2 separate regions of the Muntiacus reevesi genome follow, and region 2 is linked to region 1. A link is a contact called in public Hi-C data. All regions are on one chromosome and are shown on one strand. The core of a region is the stretch at or near the end of the contact, and the rest is flanking DNA. Distances in the headings are between cores, read along the strand shown.

Region 1 (3,638 bases), core at 161-2,660:
CAGCGGCTGGAAAAGGTGACAAGTTGGTGACTTTGATACTGCAGGTATTAACTCCATTTTCATAGTTTACTATGAAAGTCATTTTTCACATTATTCTGTAATATATTGTTAGACTAAAGCCATTGTATTAAGACTGTTTAAAATGTAAGCATTATAATTCTGAAAATACACATTTTAAGAAGAAACCTGCTGTTTTGGACTTCATTCTTATCCTGTGGTGTGTGAAAATTGAGTGTGTAAAAAAAAAGAGAATATTCTTGTCTTCTTTCCCTAATCCTTGTTCCTGACTACTAAACATTAATTATTTTGGGGGTAGCATTAGGGGTCCTTTCTCACAACTTACTGCCCAATTGTTGTTTGGTTGCTAACTCGTTTCTGACTCTTGCGACCCCGTGGACTGGATAACCTGACAGGCCCCTCAGTCCATGGGATTTTTCAGGCAGGAATACTGGGGTAGGTTACCATTTCCTCCTCTAGGAGATCTTCCCGACTCAGGGATGGAATCTGTGTCTGCTGCAGTGGCAGGTAGAGTCTTTACTGCTGAGCCACCAGGGAAGCCCCTTACTGCCCAATAGCACACTGGAAGTAAGACATCTGAGTCTAGAGAGTTTTTGAGGTTTTTTTGTAGACATATGTGCCATCCTACAGTTTGACTTCTTAGACTACAAGGACATCAATGCAGTCAATCCTAAAGGAAAACAATCCTGAATATTCATTGGAAGGACTGATGCTGAAGCTGAAGCTCCAGTGTTTTGGCCTCCTTTTGCGAAGAGCTGACTCATGGAAAAGACCCTGATGCTGGGAAAGGTTGAGGGCAGGAGGAGAAGGCGTGGTGGAGGAAGAGACCATTAGATAGCATCACCAACTCAGTGGACATGACTTTGAGCAATTTCTGGGAGATGGTGGAGGACAGAGAAGCCTAGTGGGCTACAGTCCATTGAGTCGCATTTGGACACGACTTAGCCCCTGAACAACAGTCTGACAAGGTGACTGCCTCTGTCATATTTGGAAGCTTCACTAATACAATTTATTTTCTTCAGAAAAGGTTTTCCATTTACTTAGTCTTGCTGTTTTGGCCCCTACTTAATGATCTAGAGCTTTTAAACAAATAAGCGTAGGATCGGACGATCGGATCGGATCTCACCCTCCATGGTGCTGGAATGGTTTGTCAAAGCAGCCGGGCAACCCACCCCAAGCCCAAGAGGACCTGAGCCTGACCTGGGGGGTGCGGAGCCGCGGGCTGGGACTCCACCTTGGGACCGTGCTGGCTGCAAAGAACCCGCGCTTGGGGGCGGGGTCGGTGGGTGGGGCTTCACCTCCGGGGCTGGACCTGCAGCCAGGAAGCCACCCTTGGGGCGGGGCCGGCTGGCTGGGACCCAAGCTCGGGCGGCGCTGCTCCTCCAGGCCTCGAGGGGCGCTATGGCGTGTGACCGCGCTCCCATCCCGGAAGTGCTTGCTGCGGGCCGAGGGGCGGGGCGCAGAGAGCAAGCAACACACGTGTGGCTGCCGGGATGAAGTTCGCTTACAGGGTGAGCGCGGGCCAGGGGTGGTGAGGGGGTCCGGATAGAGTCGCTCCTCGAGACTGCTCCCTCGGGGCCAGGGAGCTGGGCCTGGGTTCACTGGGTCAGGCACCACCGACTTGCTCCTCACCCGGCAGCCTGAGAGAGGCCCGGCCTGGGGCCTCAGAGCCCCGGACTGGGACGGAGCGGGCGCGCAGACGAAAAGAGCGGAGTGCTGAGGGAGGGTCACGCCGAGATCCGAGCGGGGCAGCGGAAGCCAGCCCGGACGGAAGCCCTGGTTCCCAGGCTCCGCAGCTCGCGCCGTGGAGAGGACGCGGGGGCAGAGGGCGGGAGCCGGGTGCCGAGCTCACCGGACGCGCTTCTGCATCTTCCCCGCGTCTCGGGCCCCTTGGCACAGCGGGCCACCTGTGTGTCTGAAGCTGTGAGCGTTTGCGCGGCCCTGCCCGCTGCTGCCACTGCCCTGAAGGCTGTTCCTCCGCAGGTTTGTTGTTTCCAGCCTTTCTCTCTCTGTCAGGTCCCAGCTCCTCACGTCCCAGGCTTGGCCTGGCCCTAGCCTCGGCGGGAGCTTCCTCAGGTCCACCTCACACACACGCTGCCCCTACCCAATCTGGTCTTCCTGCTTAGAATGCTCCCCCACTGTGACCCCAACCTCCCCCATCCAACTCCTCTCGGGGTGCCTTCCATCCCCAGCTCTCCAGTCCCCGTAGCCTCTTGGGGTTCCCAGAACCCTGCCCGCCTGCAGCTCCAGATGCTCCTTGGAGATTCCTCCTGTCTCAGTGGCCCACACGCAGGTCGTGGGACCTGCAGGTGGTTGATGGTTGAATGAATGATTGAACGGATGGGCTGCCAGCAGGCTAGGAAGCTTTCTGCCAGCTGTTCAGGAAGCCTTGAACCCTACATGCAGTCGGAAGGCTGTTCCGTCCGCAGTTCTCTTCCTGCAGCACAGGTCCTGTCCTCCCCGCCCTCCAGCAGACACCTCCTATCTGGAGGCTACCCTACGCTGATCCTGCCCTTTGTCCACCCCAGCAGAAGCTCAGAGACCCTGGGGACTGGGCTTATGTATTCTCTCCTGCTCGGGGCTGGATTGAGAGGTGCCCAGGAACTGTCCTGGGAGGAGGGGGTTGGCTCGAGGGACCCCGGGAATAATGAGGGAGCCTGGAGAGTCTGCACCATCATCTCCTTGACCAGAAGCCTCGCTTCGTCGTTTCCAAGAGTTGTATTTTCTTTACATAATAAAGACAGTTTTGTTTTCTTTTCAGTTTTCAAATTTGCTGGGGACAGTCTATCGGTGTGGAAACTTAAATTTTACCTGTGATGGGAATTCAGTTATCAGCCCTGTGGGAAACAGAGTTACTGTGTTCGACTTGAAAAAGTAAGTATGCTAAAATGATCTTAGCAATAGTGATCCTTGTGGTTTGCAGGTAAAAAGTGTTTTCCTCACCTGTCTAAAGCATACCTTTTACTTAAGACAGCCCAAGAGGGGCCTGCGGATTCACGTAGTGCCGATGGTTCAGCAGTGGGACTGGCTGTAGGGGTCCTGGTTCCTCCCTTCTAACCTCTCCGCTGGACCCTGTGTACTGAGGTTGCATCACTTGGCTGAAATATCTGGTAGAGGATGCCTGGGCATGGGACCAGCCCTGGACTGCTGCCTAGCCAGCACGCTTAGGTTCACTCTGTCTCCACTGAGCACGCACGTGACTCTGTTCCTGTCTTCTCAGATGTGTGTGGCCTGGGTGAGACCCTCCTGTGGCAGAGGCTGCCTGGATCTCTGCATGCCTCAGTTTTTGCATCTATAAAATGGGGCCGTAGTACTTGCTTGTGAGTTGTTTCCTAAAGTGCAGGGCCAGTTCCTCGCAGGTCATTGCTGGTGTCAGCTGTTTAAGTGACATGTGGCAGGGGCACTCCAAGGTCGAGGCCTCACGGCTGCTGAAGAAGAACTGGAAAGTGATATGATAGAGGACAGAATTAGAGTGTGATCCAGTGGTTATTTATCTTTACTTAGTTTTCCATGACTCCACATTTTTACATTCCTGCAGAAGGCCTTACTGGGTGTGCTGTCCCTGGGCTTACCCTCTTATTGGGCAGCTCAGTCGTTTCCAGTTTCCTGACTGTATGTTT
Region 2 (3,514 bases), core at 225-2,724, 210 kb after region 1:
TGACTCTCGGGTCAGAGGGCATTGGGGAAGGAGCCCTGGGCGAGAGTGTGAACAGAGCTGCTGACAAGCGGCTGCGGACACGTGTGGGTCTCTGCTTCCTTCACCGGCTGACTAGGGTCTGAGATGCCTCTTAGGGGTTGTGGTCATCCGTGTATCAGGAGAACTCCCGTGATGGCCACTCGCTGAGCACCTGCTGCTCTGAAGATGCAGCTGTGGTGGCTGGCACCTATGCCCCTGCAGTGTGAAGTCCTGTAGACCAGACCTGCAGTCCTGTGGACCAGCCATGATGGCTAGGCGCTGTGCCCCGCAGTGGGCAGCCCTGCAGACCAGAGCTGCAGTCCTGTGGACCAGCCATGATGGCTAGGCGCTGGGCCCCGCAGTGGGCAGCCCTGCAGACCAGAGCTGCAGTCCTGTGGACCAGCCATGACGGCGAGGCGCTGTGCTCTGCAGCGGGCAGCCCTGCAGACCAGACCTGCAGTCCTGTGGACCAGCCATGATGGCGAGGCGCTGTGCCCTGCAGCAGGCAGCCCTGCAGCCGAGAGCTGTTGGGTAACAGCCACCATTGCTGGTGCCAACCACCTTGGAACAGAGACTCCAGTCATCTTCAAAGTACCTTGAGAAAACGATCGAGTGCTGTACAAGGAGCTCTGATGGGTTCTGACTCTTACCCCAAGCTGCTTGGAAACCTCTGTGTGGTGGGCGAGTGAGACAGGGGCCAGCCATTGGCCAGTGCACCTGGGGTACTTTGGTCCATGCACCTGGCAGCTTTGCAGAGAGGCAGAGGCAGATGGGGCAAAAGGCCCTCTAGAGGAAGATGCTCTGGGCAGGAGTCTGGACACTGCATCCATGCACGCAGAGGAGGAAATGAGGGTCACCTGGCAGCCCCGGGCCCTGCCATCAGAGGAGGCACAGGACCCTGTTCACTTCGCTAGATCATGAGGCCACATGGGGTGGCAGCCAGGAAGGAGCAGGCAGAGGGCCGCTGTGGGGTGAGAGATTTGTGGTGAGGGAGTTTGGAGTTGTAGGAAGAGCTTTAATCAGTTTTTCAGGAGTCAGCATTCAGTCCTCTGCTCCAGCCAGGAGGACTGGGAAGGGCCATGCAGCCGGGGTGGGGATAAGGCACCTGTGGGTCTGGGGCAGCACCTGCTGGGGTGAACCCTGTGCGGGGCTCCTCCTGGCGCCTTGGATCTTGCCTTACAGGGAATGGGCTCCTTGCTTGGGGCCCCTAGGAAGACGGGTGAGGGCAAGAGCAGACCAGTAGGGGAAGTGGTTCACCCAGTCTCCAGGCCCCCATTGTCCGACACAACCCCGTCCAGTCCTGCGCCCCACCTCCCTGCGGTTAGGACTTGATGAGAATCGCTTCCTCCGGGTTCACACTTGGCGCCAGCCCCTTGGGAGGGGACCTGGGGAGGCGGACCGCGCTCCAGAGGGCTAGTCTCTCCTCCTGGGCTCTGGTCCGGAGTGCGGGACTGGGCGGACAGCGCTCTCCGGAGCCGTGACGCGGAGCGCGCTGCACGGGTCCCGCGGGGCCAGGGCTGCGGTCCTGCTCGGCGGCGGCGACGGCGCGAGTGACGCGCGAGCGCGGGCCTCTCTCAGCAGGTACGCACGCCGGCCTGGGGTGGAGGGAACCGAGGCGCTGCGGAGCCGCATATCAAGGGGAGGATGCCCCAGGATCCAGGAGGAGGGTCGGGCCGGCACAAGGGTCGGAGCTCAGGCTGGGGTGCGTGGGCCAAGGGATGCGGGGACCTAGGCATCGGTCTGGGTCCGGGCGCGGGGGCGGGAGCTCGGGGTCGGGGAAGACTGCAGCAAGCTCCAAGGTGTGAGTGCGCCGCCGGGGTGCAGAGGGCTGGGCGCGGCTCCGGCTGCGGTGCGGGGCTGCAGAGGGGTTGCGGGACTGCTGCGGCAGGCAGGCGGCTGGCCGGGTGCGGATGTCCGCTGGACTGTGGCGCGGGGCGCAGGCGCTGCGCCACGGCTGGGCGCGGTCTGTCCGGAGGCGCCGTGTCGCGACTTGGGGACATCTGGGACTTAGCTATCTCAGGCTCTTCCTCTGACCCCCGCCCCCAAGACCTCTCGGCCCAGTTCCGTGGTTGGCGGTTCGTTTGCCCCTCACCCGCGTGTGACTATTTTTAGTCTTGAAAGTGCTGTCACAGCCAGGATTTCAGGATGCTGGAGGAGGAGCGCAGGGAGCCCCTACAGGGTTAGAGGAGTGGAGAGTGGGCGCACACAGGGCCGCAGCCATGCGCCAGACCAGCACGTGGTTCTGTTAACCGGTGAGTCTTCTGGGCTGGGAAGGGCCGGGTACCAGGAGGAGACCTGTCTGGGTGAGTCCCCATGGGAACATTCACCCCGAGCTCCTGTCAGCCCCCTCACTCCTCTCTAGGGCTGCAGCTTCACGTTTTGTCAGTGTTCTGTGCTGGGCCACATCTGTAGGTGTGCATGTTGTTACTATATTCAGACCTAAGGGGTCAGATTCTCTCTCTTCTTGGAAGTCCTTTACTTTTAGAGTTTTCTCAACATATCTGTGCTAATTGTTGTTATTCAGTCCCTAGATCATATTCAGCTCTTTGTGACCCCATGGACTGCAGCACGCCAGGCTTCCCTGTCCTTCACCATCTCCCAGAGCTTTCTCAAACTCATGTCCATTGAGTTGGTGATGCCATCCAACCATCTCGTCCTCTATTGTCCCCTTCTCCTCCTGCCCTCAATCTTTCCAAGCATCAGGGTCTTTTCTAATGAGTTGGCTCTTCACATCAGGTGGCCTAAGTACTGGAGCTTCAGCTTCAGCGTCAGTCCTTCCAATGAATATTTTGGATTGACTTCCTTTAGGATTGACTGGTTTCATCTCCTTGCTGTCCAAGGGACTCTCAAGAGTCTTCTCCAACACCACAGTTCAAAAGCATCAATTCTTCCACACTCAGCCTTCTTTATGGTCCAACTCTCACGTCTGTTCATGACTACTAGAAAAACCACAGCTTTGACCATATGGAACTTTGTCAGCAAAGTGGTATCTCTGCTTTTTAATACACTGTCTAGGTTTGTCATAGCTTTTCTTCCAAGGTGAAAGCGTGTTTAATTTTGTAGCTGCAGTCACTGTCTGCAGTGATTTTGGAGCCTGAGACAAAATCTGTCACTGTTTCCATTGTTTCCCCATCTATTTGCTGTGAAGTGATGGGACCTGGTGCCATGATCGCTTTTTGAAAGTTGAATTTTAAGCCAGCTTTTCCACTCTCCTCTTTCCCCCTCATCAAGAGGCTCTTTAGTTTCTTTTCAATTTCTGTCATTAGAGTGGTATCACCTGCATATCTGAGGTTGCTAATTGCTCATGGAGAATTTTTGCTATAAAACAGGGTAGCCAAATTTGCTTTTAGGTGATATGTAAAGAGAGCAACTGATGGTATGATCCTGGGGAGAAGAACCCCAGAGAAGGTTTGATGGCCAGAGAGGTGCTGTAAGTTCATTGTCAGTCTAGTTTTCTGGACTCTCCCAGGGCCTAGACTATTGGACAGGGGTCTGG

Evidence for each region. Hi-C and Micro-C count contacts between places; a contact is called where the count stands out from the background.
Region 2: a Hi-C map of blood shows a contact between it and region 1, with 2.5 times the contacts expected there. The contact joins the promoter of TRPM2 here to the promoter of PWP2 in region 1.

What each region holds. Positions count from the first base shown.
Region 1 is chr8:23,878,716-23,882,353 of mMunRee1.1, forward strand. It overlaps PWP2 (PWP2 small subunit processome component), which reads left to right and starts at 1,411. Exons shown (of 21, transcript XM_065942363.1): 1 at 1,411-1,529; 2 at 2,780-2,892. The coding sequence starts at 1,512. It overlaps TRAPPC10 (trafficking protein particle complex subunit 10), which reads left to right. Exons shown (of 23, transcript XM_065942706.1): 23 at 1-185.
Region 2 is chr8:24,093,555-24,097,068 of mMunRee1.1, forward strand. TRPM2 (transient receptor potential cation channel subfamily M member 2) reads left to right here and starts at 1,475. Exons shown (of 33, transcript XM_065942905.1): 1 at 1,475-1,599.